2 separate regions of the Capra hircus genome follow, and region 1 is linked to region 2. The links are chromatin contacts, called in public Hi-C maps. All regions are on one chromosome and are shown on one strand. Each heading gives the region's core, a stretch centred on a gene start, on an enhancer-like site or on the middle of the called end of the contact. The rest is flanking DNA. Distances are from core to core; before and after follow the strand shown. Region 1 has its middle 80 kb from the start of BTG3. Region 2 has its middle 76 kb from the start of C1H21orf91.

Region 1 (6,229 bases), core at 142-2,641, 190 kb after region 2:
TTCAGCTTTACTTAAAAATTTTACTTCTGACTAATTTGAACATATGTGCATTGCTTTAGTGTTTGGCTTGGAGAGAATTTTTCTTGTAAAAATAATTCAAAATCAAGTTTTGTTTTTGGAATGTTTATTCTGAGAGATGTGCATAGAGTCAAAGGGATAACTTAATATTCAGATTTACTCTTGGGCTTTAAAGGTGTCATTCAACATTAGAGCAATTGTGCTAAAATAACATGCTAATATTCAAAGGGGCTTCCCTGGTGGCTCAGATGGTAAAGAATCTGCTGGCAACGCAGGAGACCTAGGTTTGACCCCTGAGTTGGGAAGATCCCCTGGAGAAGGGAATGACTACCCACTCCAGTATTCTTGCCTGGAGAATCCTATGGACAGAGGACCCTGGCGGGCTACAGTCCAAAGGGTGACACAGAGTCAGACACAACTGAGCGACTAACAATATTGAAATGCTGTCCAGTCGCCATATCTTGATTCCTTGAAAGATGATAGCGGCCTTCTTTCCTCTGCTTGAAGTTGCCAAGTTAGAACCAATAGTTTAGCAATAAACCTGCCCATGTAGGACTCTTCATTCTTGATTTGGCTAGTGCCCAGCTCTAAATCAGAATATAGCAAAACTCTCAAGTTTTATGTGTGAAAAAACCGAACTCAAATGCTGAGTCCACAAACTCCCACAACGGAGCTGTTCCTCCCCGGTTTTGGCCGTAACCACTGGAACAGCCACCATGGGCCTGCATGCTCAGTCATTAACTCTTCCTTTAACCAGAATTTTATTCTTTCCTGGCTTTCCTCTTTCAACCAAATAATGGAGCAATTTGCAAAACTCCACTTCTGTTCCACAAATACCTTCCTACCATGGAGTGAGCTTTAATAACACACACTGTAGAAATTATTTCCCTCCTTGATGAGTTCATCTTGACCTTCTGTGTTCAGGAAGGAGAAACAACCCCTCTTCCCAAGGAGCGGATGAATAATTGCTTACAAGTAAGAAGAATGCTCCCGGGCAGGAGGAAGGGAGTTGCCAGCTCCTTCCTTGGTATCATGTTCCCTGCCAAGTAACAGTTGGTAGGCTGCCCCGTGATTTTCCACACTCCAGATTCAGTGAGGGTGACGCCCTTCTTCATTAAGATAAGCCAGAGAAAAGAGCAGCAGGTGTGGCGTATGTAATTCGCTGAGCCTGGACTCCAGACAAAGAAGCAAAAACCCCCTACACCTGCATGTAAGGACAAAGCTTTACCATAGCAGGAATTTGGGATTGAAAGCCAAGTTTGGAATTGCCTTAAGTCAAGTTGCAAAGAAAATCAGCACAGGCTAGGACTTGACCGGGTGTCTCAGGACTTGACAGCTCCCTTCTTTGGCTTCTTCCCAGCTGAAGCTTAAAAGTAGAGATAGCATGACCTGAACTGAGAGTTCTCAGGAGATTCAAGAAGAGGAGATCCTGTGGAGCAAGACTAAACCTTAGGTATCTTCTTCAAACTGCTTTCGCTTTCAGTAAGCTTCTGTTTGCGGGTGAGTGGAACAAATCCAGTTACTTTGTCCCCTTGAAGAATGGGGAGAGGATATGGAAAAGAGCCAACAGCCACATCCTGACAAGAAAGAAAGCAAAGTCGCTCAGTCGTGTCCCACTCTTTGGGATCCCATGGACTGTCCTCTGTCCATGGGGATTTTCCAGGCAAGAATACTGGAGTGGGTTGTCATTTCCTTCTCCAGGGGATCATCCCAACCCCGGGATCGAACCTGGGTCTCCTGCATTGCGGGCAGGTGCATTACCATCTGAGCCACCAGGGAAGCTCACATCGTGACATTCCTGACAAGAGCCGCATCAGTCCTTCCAGCAGGGGCAAACTTTGGCTCCATGTTACAGGTCTTGTAACTGAAGCTTGGAAATATTCCATCACTCACTCAAGGTCAAATGACTAATAATGGGCAGGGCCTGAATCTGTTGTTGTTGTTTTTGGCTGTGCTGGGTCTTTGTTGTGGCACCCAGGCTCCTCTGCTTGTGGTGTGGGCTTAGTTGCCCCAGGACAGCAAATGGGAATCTTAGTTCCCCGACCAGGCATCAACCATGCATTGGAAGGTGAATTCTTTATTTTTTTTAAAGGTTTACTTATTTATATACTTAGTTTAGTTTTTGACTGTGCTGGGTCCTCACTGCTGTACACGGGCTTTCTCTAGTTGTGGCAAGTAGCGGCTGCCCTTCGTTGCAGTGCACAGGCCTCTCATTGCAATCGCTTCTCTTGTTCCAGGCGCGTGAGCTTCAGTAGTTGTGGTTCCCAGGCGCAACAGCACAGGCTCAATAGCTGTGGCACACGTGCTTAGCTGCTCCATGGCACGTGAGATCTTCCCGGATCAGGAATCAAACTGATGTCTCCTGCATTGGCAGCGTGGATTCTTTACCACTGAACCACCAGGGAAGTCCCCAGAGCCTGAATTTGAACCCAGCATGGCCAAACTTACTACCCAGGGTTTGTCCTTTGTCCCTGTGATTCCCAAATGCCGGTCCCTGGACTGATGCTAGCCAACCATTCAGAAGACCTACCTGGGCAGCATTGTCAAAATGCCTAGACCACATACAGGCTCTTAAAAATCTAATCCAATAGATCTGGAATGAGACCTGGGAAACTGTGCTCTTAAAGTTTTACCTTGACATTCTTTTGCAGCCAGACTTGGGAACCAGTGCAGTATATATTTTTCTAAGACTTTTTTTTCCAGCAGTTAATCTCTTTTGTGCAAATCTTAACTCATCTCCCAAATCAAAGTATAATACATCCATCACTCATAGGGAATGTATCTGATGTTTCTTTGAACTGTGAAATATATTTTCAAAGTATTTATAATTCTAGTGCTCCACTGGAAGATGTCCTTGAGCTCTATTACATGCTTCCTTATGTTCAAAGAATGAGGGTGCATCCTTGGGATGAATGTGTAACCTACAATTGGCCCGCTGCAACACTCAGTCATTTCCTGCAGGGTTCAAGATTTTCCTTACTTCTGAGTGGCTCAGAATGCAGGGCTACCGGTGCTCAGGACCAGCTTCCCACCTCTTAAGACACTTCTGATTTACTGTACCTTCAGGGCTTTCTTTGTGTTAGACACGAGCTATGCATCTGTTTCACCAATTTTCTACAGTGCACTTTTTCCTAAGACCATTCTAATTTCAAATTCCCGCTAAAGACCCTGTTGAGCCCCTCTCGAGACCTGAGGAGAGGCTTTTTATATCCTTATGCCTTCCAGCTGAGGTTTTTTGTGGCCCTAGGTCCAGGTCTCCAAAGCTTATTTCTCTTCTTATTCACCCTTTTCTGTGAAAGAGTCCACAGCTAGACTGAAGGAGGATTTAGAAAACTGTAATCTAGGGGCCAACTCTAGCCTGGCACTTGTTTTTGTAAACAGCATATCACTGGAACACAACCAGGCCCATTCATCTGCTTGTGTGTGGCTGCTTTCATGCTACAGTGGCAAAACTGGGTAGCAGAGACCACACGCCCTGCACAGCCAGGAGCATTTAGTTTCTGGCCCTTTACAGAAAAAGTTTGCTGATCCATGGACAAGAGGGACATTTCTTGTTTTTAGTGAAAACATTTATAAATTTTCCTGCATCAGAGAAATACCACATATACTTCTGGGATCACTCAAAAACACATATGATGTGAGGATTTTGTCCTTTGCCTATTTTTCCTTATTTTAATCCTTTTTTTACAGCATAATATTTGTTGTTCAGTTGCTCAGTCATGTCTGACTCTTTGCAACCCCATGGACTACAGCACACCAGGCTTCCCTGTCCTTCACTATCTCCTGGAGCTTGCTCAAACTCATGTTCATTGAGTCAGTGATGCCACCCAACCACCTCATCCTCTGTCACCCTCTTCTCCTCCTGCCCTCAATAATATACATATTCTTTTTTTTTAATCACATTTTCAGATTATTCATGAGGCAAAATTAGGGTGTAAAAATGATCGATAGTCTTTTCAATAAAAGCCATTTTTTAATATATGATGAGTCACCTATTTATATATGTAAGGGGAAGTACTGTGGAGAAGATTATTTGAATCTCTGTTCATTTGTCATAATTCTCTCCTCTTAAACTTTCCCCCATCTGCTAAAATGAACCCCAGTTTCACCAATTTGTAATGTGTATTGCTGATAACAAAAGGAATCAATATTTTCTTTTAATTTTCCTTAAGCCATCTTGATAATTGGTGATGGTACAAAGTATATATCTAATAAAATATCAACCCAGGAAAGTAAATCTTAGAAAAAAAGTCTCATTGCTTTCTATGAAACTAATAACAGGCCTTTAAAAATCTCATTACTTTTTTCAAATATCACAAAAGTCACTAAAGAAAATCTTCCAGATTTGATATTTAATGATTGTCAACGTGCAACTGACTTGTACCTGAGATCTGCACCTTGTCTTTAATTATGCTCACTTTGCCTGCCAAGTTATTGACATTTAAAAGTACAAGTACGCCCTCTTGTGGCACATTGCAGTTACTGTCCTTTTCTACTACTAATTTAGCAAGCAGTTTGTTGTGTGGGTTTGTTAGTCATTCAGTCCTGTCTCATGCTTTGCGACCCAATGGGCTGCAGTCCACAAAGCTCCTCTGTCCATGGAATTCTCCAGACAAGAATAGTGGAGTGGGTAACCATTCCCTTCTCCAGGGGATCTTCCCGATCTAGGAATTGAACCGGGTCTCCTGCATTGCAGGCGGATTCTTTACCAGCTGAGCTACCGGGGAAGTACTGGTGGGACCAGCTCCCCGTATGTCTCCCCTGGACTGCTTGGGATTCTTTTGGTTTTTAATATACAAGCTCATCACTTACTAGTTTAACTGGGATCCCTTGAGCAAACTCCTGTAATATTCTCAGCCTTAATTTCTTACCCGTAAAATGGAGAGACTAATAATGGCACTTTCATACAGCTGTCATGAGGACTGAATACAAGAAGGAACACTAAGGTGCCTAGCTCCGGCTGGCGGCAGAAGAGGCTAACATGTGTTACAGCCAGCACTGCTATGAGATTTCCAAACATACCCTAACACTGTGATTTCTTAATATTCCCCCCTCCCCTTTTGCCACTCCCACTTTTCAAGTGTATTCTTAATCTGTTTTCTTAAATTATTTGTTTGTTCATATTTGCTTTTGCTTTCTGTGCGGCAATGGAAAACCTAGCCTTAAAAGTGTGGGCTCTTGTTTCTGAAGCCTGGATTTCAACTAACTTCTTACTTCTCTAACACAAGAAGGCTGCCTTTTAGGGCCAGTACCTAGAAATGTAAATAGTGGAATATTTCTGTGTTACATGGCTATGAATCCCTGGACACCCTTTTTATTGAAGAGCTGAGAGAGACCTGATGATGATTAAAAAGTTTGAAGAGCAATACGAGGAAGTACTTGTGTGTGTGTGTGTGTGTGTGTGTGTGTGTGTGTGTGTGTGTGTGCGCGCGCGTGCGCGCGCTCAGTCAGGTCTGACTCTGCAACGGCATAGCCTGCCAAGTTCCTCTGTCCATTGGATTTCCTAGGCAAGAATACTGGAGTGGGTTGCCATTTCCTCCTCCAGGGGATCTTCCCAACCCAGGGATCAAACCCATGTCTCCTGCTTGGCAGGTGGATTCTTTACCACTAACGCCACCTGAGAAGCCCGAGGAAGTACTTACTGTTTGTTTTTTTAGTGGTCAGATGATTCTTAGGCATTGATCTGGAAGTTTCTGATGCAGGTCAGGCAATTCCCACGTCACGGATCTGTCCATCTTAGAGGAAAACTGAACAATGACTGAGGTACAACATCATTGGATAGAACAGATGCTCCAACTATTGAAGGTATTTTTTTTTTTGTCCACAGCTTCATCAAACATTAAAAGTGAATTTCTAGGTCAACTCCAGCTGAAAAGTACTTATTTTAGAACCCAATTTTTTGTTTCCTTAGCAATGCTTTGACATCACATCACGGTTCTTACACTCAAAAATAGGGCCTGAAAAGGAGTCTTGATTCTTTTTGCGTGGTTTATATTTGCAGATGTTTCAATGTCTTTATTAGGTGTAGTAAGAGTAAAACATGCTAGAGAGAGCGAGATGATTCCAAACAGACTGCTACAGATAATATTTAATAAATAAGTTTTTAACTATACCCATGTTGGTATCCATGACTGTTGCCTGTTACCTAGGAATTAAATGTTGAGTTGCAAGGTATCATCACTATAGTAACTGGAAGTCACTGGAATGTTGA
Region 2 (6,774 bases), core at 2,388-4,887:
AATCTCCCCAATTTTAAAAAATCCCTTTCATCAATCAATCAACCAATGTTATTTCATTACCCCAATCAATCAATCAATCACTGACCCAATCAACAGCTGCTGCTTCATCACCTCACTATGGTTCTTAGGGCCTTACTGTTTCACTTACTCCCCCTCTTCACCCCTCAATCCTAGCTCGTTTCTCCTCACTCAGTTGCCCACCAGAAGGAACCTAGACTGCCTCAGTACTCACATCACACCACCATTTGTCTCTTTATCCTTATCCCAATACATCTGTTTAATGTTTCTTATTTAGCGTTAATGCTCTTTTTGGTTAATAATTCCGTAAGATATTTTGAGGCCCACGGGGCAGGATCTTGCCTGCCTAGTCCACTGCTTTGTACCAGCACCTAGCCCAGCGCCTGACACACAGTGTGTCAACAACAGGGAAGCATCTAAAATGTTATCCTACTTGAAAGCCACTAAGTTGTTCAGCACAATTTCATTGCTGCTGATAGAAGACATGAGACTCTGGGTCAGAAACGGACAGTTTACTAATCATAACAATAGCAGTAGCCAGAACACTGGCGCTTTTGGCCCAGTTCCCTGAGCCGACCCAAGTCCTATAGGGTGACAGCAAAAGGGTCAGATGATAGCTGCTCACACAGCTGGGTTGAGGGACAAGACATGAGCCCTGAGTGCAGAGAATCCAAAAAGTGGTGCAATGACAGTAAGAATGTCTGTCCTTCACGCCAAGGGAGACACAATATCTACTTTCCAAGGCCATTCCCTATATGAATATCCATGGAAGGATATTCTGGAACAAAGGGCAGTCAGTCCCTCTCTTGTAAGACATGCAGGAACACAAGAGACCCATAAAAAATTGACTGCCAGCAAGTAGAGGATCAGAAAATATTTGTTGACTGAATGAATAAATAAACTAGAGCATCAGTTGAGCATTCACGGTGGAATTAAAAATGTAAAATAAAAAATAAGTAAAATAAATATTTAAAAAATAAAATAAAATAAGAAGTCTCTTTTTTTCATTTCCAAAGCCCCTTCGTTACCTAGTGGTTGAGAAAGATTAACAACCAACCCTTGGTTTTCTAGCATTTCTCAGTTTTATTGGAAAACACATTCCCACCATGACCAACTACAAGTTACTGATGTCACTGAATGCAGAGCTGTTAAAGATACCTAGCAACACACCATTATCTGGTATTTCCACCACATAAATACAGAACACATAAACACTTCAACAGGCAATTTTACTATTATCAGTAATGCAGTAAAATTGTAATAAAATAATTATGGAGTGATGAGTTTTGAGCATATTACTTTTGTTGTTCAGCTGCTAAGCTGCGTCCAACTCCTTGTGACCCCGTGGATTGCAACATACCAGGCTTCCCTGTCCTTCACTATCTCCCAGAGTTTACTCAAATTCATAGCCATTGAGTCAGTATAATATCCAACCATCTCATCCTCTGCCACCCACTTCTCATTTTGCCTTCAATCGTTCCCAGCATCAGGGTCTTTCCAATGAATTGGCTCTTCACATCAGGTGGCCAAAGTATTGGAGCTTCAGTTTCAACATCAGTCCTTCCAATGAATATTCAGGGTAGATATCCTTTAGGATTGACTGGTTTGGTCTCTTGCTGTCCAAGGGACCCTCAAGAGTCTTCTCCAGCACTACAATTCAAAAGCATCAGTTCTTGAGTGCTCAGCTTTCTTTATGGTCCAACTCTCACATCCATACATGACTACTGAAAAACCGTAGCTTTGACTATACAGAACTTTGTTGGCAAAGTGATATCTCTGGTTTTCAGTATGCTATCTAAGTTTGTCATAGCTTTCCTTCCAAGGAGCAAGTGTCTTTTAATTTCATGACTGCAGTCAAATTCTTGAAAATGTAACACTTGGCTCCTGTGAATGGGCATGACTGAGCTCCAGTATACCACAGCCCATACCATCGTTCTCTCCTATCTGTCCATGTCTTTGGTGTTGTCACCCTGGCTCCTCCAGCCTTTTATGGACCTTATTTCCAGATCTTCTGTTTCTCTCAATCTGGGCTCCTCACCCTGCTCCTCAAGGCTGAGCTCAGCCTCACTTTCTTCACCACCCCCACCTGGCCCCATCCCCAAAAACTTTCATGTCTGTACCTCACCACGCCCAGCCCCTCTCCCAGCAACACACACCATGCCAACCCATGGAAGCCTCCCCCACTGCCTCTGGGGAGGGGTCCAGAGATTCCTCACAGCTTCCCTCAGCAATCAAGACCACAGCTGAGGAGGTCAGTCCTGAACTCCCAAGTCATAATTTCCAAGGCATTGTCTCATGGAATCATTGTCACAATATTTTGTTAGGCTCTTTTGGTGTTATATTTTAAGTACGTCGTGTATTCTAACAGGGATTTATAAGCAAATCAGAGGTGTTGATCTCCTTACAAGAAAGATGCATTTAGACTTCTAAACTTAGAAAGGAACTTTGGAAACATATTCAAATAGAAGACTAATCTATTCTGAAGGAGATCAGCCCCAGGATTTCTTTGGAAGGAATGATGCTAAAGCTGAAACTCCAGTACTTTGGCCACCTCATGCAAAGAGTTGACTCATTGGAAAAGATTCTGATGCTGGGAGGGATTGGGGGCAGGAGGAGAAGGGGACGATAGAGGATGAGATGGCTGGATGGCATCACTGACTCGATGGACGTGAGTCTAAGTGAACTCCAGGAGTTGGTGATGGACAGGGAGGCCTGGCGTGCTGCGATTCATGGGATCGCAAAAAGTCGGACACGATGGAGCGACTGAACTGAACTGAACTGACACATATTTATACACTTTTGATTTATAGAACTACGTCCACCAGAGGGCAGCAAAAATTTTTGTATGTGAATAACCTTTCCTCAATGCAGAAATTGAAAGCAAACGTGTATTATTCCTTGCTAAATAGAAAACCATTAGGTCCTAGATCATTTAATGTGGCAATAAATAAGTAGGAGACTTTATTTCTTAAGACAAAAAAATCATAAATGCATAAATATTCCTATTTAGTTTTGAGAATTTCAACATTATGAAGAGATATGTTAAGGCTTAAATTTTATTTTTTACTCCAAAGCCTCAAACCAGTAGCCCACTTTATTCTCACATTTTTGCTCTCCATGATATCAGTTACCTTCAGTCAACTGCAGTCTGAAAATATTAAATGGAAAATTTACAGAAAAAAAAAAGTCGTGTGTTAAATGGCAGTCATTCTGAGCAGCACAAAGAAATCTCTCACCATCCCGCACAGGATGTGAGTCATCCCTTTGTCCAGGTATCCACACTGGATAGACTACCTGACCATTGCTGTTTGTTGTTTAGTCACTCCCTCGTGTCCAACTCTTCTGCAGTCCCATGGACTGTAGCCCACCAGGCTGTGGAATTCTCCAGGCAAGAATAGTGGAGCAGGTTGTCATTTCGTCCTCCAGGAGATCTTCCCAACGCAGGGAGTGAACCTGCATTTCTGTGTCTCCTGCAATGGCAGGCAGATTCTTTACCACTGAGCCATGGAGAAGCCCTACCGGCCCGTTAGAAGAGGAAAAAACAGTTTCAGGCATCCACTGGAGGTCTTGGATATCCCATGGATAAGGTGGGACTACAGTATTAACTTTCTTAGTAGTCAACTCTCAAGCTGGTTACTCACGGATCCATTCAACATTTATTTTTTTGCACACTTCTCACATTGAAAACACTGTTAGCAATCACCACTTCTGAGGCATCAGTTCAGTTCAGTTGCTCAGTCGTGTCCGATTCTTTGCAACCCCATGAACTGCAGCACCCTAGGCCTCCCTGTCCATCACCAACTCCCGGAGTTCACCCAAACTCACATCCATTGAGTCGGTGATGCCATCCAACCATCTCATCCTCTGTTGTCCCCTTCTCCTCCTGCTCTCAATTTTTCCCAGCATCAGGGTCTTTTCCAGTGAGTCAACTCTTCGTATCAAGTGGCCAAAGTATTGGAGTTTCAGCTTCAACATCAGTCCTTCCAATGAACACCTAGGACTGTTCTCCTTTAGGATGGACTGGTTGGACCTCCTTGCAGTCCAAGGGACTCTCAAGAGTCTTCTCCAACACCACAGCTCAAAAGCATCAATTCTTTGGCACTCAGCTTTCTTTATAGTCCAACTCTCACATCCATACATGACCACTGGAAAAACCATAGCCTTAACTTGAGGAATACAAAAATGATTGCCAGTCTGTATTAGTCAGAGCTCTCCAAAGAAACAGAAACAACAGAAGTCACATATGTGTGTAAAGAGATTTTTTAAAATGAACTGACTCATGCAATTATGGAGGCTGGAAGTCTGAAACCTGTAGGGCAGGCTGGCAATTCAGGCAGGAGTTGATACTGCAGTCTCCAGGCAGAATTTCCACTCTAGGAAACCTCAGGTTTTGCTCTTAAGCCCTTCAACTGACTGGGTGAGGCCCACCTATATTATCAGACCTAATGTCTTTTACATAAAAGAAGCTATTCACCACATCTACAAAATGCCTTCACAACAACACTTAGTTTTGAGTTTAATTAAGTAACTGGTTAGAATAGACTAGCAAAGTTGACCAATAAAACTAACCATTAAATTGCTCCAAAACATTTCCCCTATCCAAGTGCCATGTTCTAAAATGCCATCCTCGGAAAATCATGCTTTGAGTCATGGATTTCTCCTCTCAGATATCATCTTCTAAAATGCAGTAGGTTAATACACCTACTTAGACATTAATGGGCCTCTGCCAGATTGTCACATATGTTTCCCCAGACAGAAGAAAGTCTGTGGCATTCTGAAAGCACTGAGCAGCTGGAGAGTCTGCTATGCTAAAAGGGAAGCTGCAATTTATCATCAACAACCACCAATATTCTAATTTTACACACAATTTTCCCTCCCCAAAAGAGTTGGTATTTTTGGCATGTTGTAAGAAACTACATTTTGTTGTTTTTAGAAACTGCATCCACCTTGTAACCCAGCAACTAAACAACTATATCATGCTTCACTCTCTCTTGTTCACGGTGCTATGCAAGTTTCAGTTCAAAATGCTTTGCTTATTGTACTTCAATAAAAAGATTCACAAAAAGAATGGATAAGCTGACTCCAGTGATGAAGAAATAAGAGACAAACCCAAAATGGGAAACATTCCACTAAAAAGGGAAGAGTGTGTTCTTTAGAACTGTCAGTATCATAAAGCACAGAAATTTAAAGGCAAAGATTGAAGGACACAAAAGAGATATTACAAGTAAAGTCTGTACATCCCCCTAAACTGGACACTGTATCAGAGAGAAGAATAAAACTTCTGTGAAGGACAGTGGTCAATTCACATACTGGAATGTAGCCAGTGAACTGAATAGAGGCTAGAGTTATTTTGCTTTCATCTTTAGTTTGATGACTATGCTATGATTATTTGGGAGAATATCATTCTTAAGAGGAGACTGGGTTCAGAAAAAAAAAATGAACAATCTACATATAGGTAAAGAAAGAGCAAGAGACAAAAGGAATGGAACAAAATGTAGGTGACCCAGCATGAGGGGCATACAGCTGTTCTTTGTGCTGTTCTTACAACTGATATTTCTTGAAATTAGTTCCAAATAAAAACATTTTTTAAAGTTAATCAGAATTAGCTATGCTCCTTTATAAGAAATTCACTCACATGCCTTAAAGTGACAGTAACATTGCTTTGAGAAATCAACTCATCAGGACTCTTTCTAGCTCACATCTCATCACAGTCCAGAATGAATGGTGATGGGGGGTGGGGGTGGGGCGGGCTTCTACCTATGCCCAAAAGTTAGGGACCAGGACCCTTTCCATCAGAGACCCTATCTTCTTTTGGTCCCCAAGAGTCCTTCCAATCAGCCAGGAAATAAAAGAGGAATGCACATGGAAGTTTCTCTGTGTACCAGTCTTGAAATGGTCCCATCATTCCTGCTCACTTGTCATTGCCCAGAACACTCACCTAGCAACAAATAACTGCAGGGGAGTCTAGAAAATGTGGGTAACCTGCGGGGGTCAGGAAGAAGATAATACAGGTATGGGGAAATACTAGCATCTGCTGAAATCAGTATCTTATTTTGCAGAGATTTTGGGGCACAACTGAAAAAAAAATAAAGCAGAGAGAAGAAAAGCAAGCACAGAAAATTACCTTGCAATCAGAAAACAAATCTTGAGATCAAAACTATGTCTCTCTCTCAGACCCTTTCTCCCCATGGAGGACAAACAGTCAAGATGGTGGAGTAGAGTTGAAACTGGAGGGAACTTAATATCATAAACTGAGTTTTAAGTTTTAAGAAGTGAGTTTTAAGAAACAGCCACAGATGTTATTCTACATGTGCACCACAGTATTAACAATAGAAATACAGGGCCATGATGCCTGTGAAAGCTAAGAGGAAGCTCAGGGATGATGCACAAGCCTAGGATGGGTTTCTCAGTGTGGAGAATTTACTCCTCCCATCTGCCAGTCCATCCCCCTCTCCCACATCCTTTTCCTTCCAGGAAATTTACAATTGTGTCTCTTTCATGAAATCTCTGCTCCAGCTCACATTCATTTCTTTCAAATTGTCTCTTACTGCCTCTCCAACTAATATGAAGTGTTTTAGACTGTGAAAATTCTTTCTCTGTGTTTAGAATAATTTATTCAAGATTCAGAAATATATAGGTGGTCTCTATTTTGTATACCTTACACCTAGTCCAGTGTTGAGCCCATAAAAAGGGATGAATAAATATGTCACTTGATTTGCTTCCACTTTTGCTTATTGGGTAAGAGGGGTATCTCCT

The links. Hi-C and Micro-C count contacts between places; a contact is called where the count stands out from the background.
Region 1: a contact with region 2 is called in a Hi-C map of liver, with 5 times the contacts expected there. The contact joins two enhancer-like sites. A contact is called at or near these places in 4 of 5 Hi-C or Micro-C datasets (blood and liver).

What each region holds. Positions count from the first base shown.
Region 1 is chr1:17,946,105-17,952,333 of ARS1.2, forward strand. No RefSeq gene overlaps it. Among named protein-coding and RNA genes, the nearest start is that of BTG3, 80 kb to the right of the region's middle. Within about 2 kb of position 1,392, at least 2 of the 5 cell types and tissues checked have an H3K27ac peak or open chromatin away from gene starts, as enhancers often do.
Region 2 is chr1:17,757,359-17,764,132 of ARS1.2, forward strand. No RefSeq gene overlaps it. Among named protein-coding and RNA genes, the nearest start is that of C1H21orf91, 76 kb to the right of the region's middle. Within about 2 kb of position 3,638, at least 1 of the 5 cell types and tissues checked has an H3K27ac peak or open chromatin away from gene starts, as enhancers often do.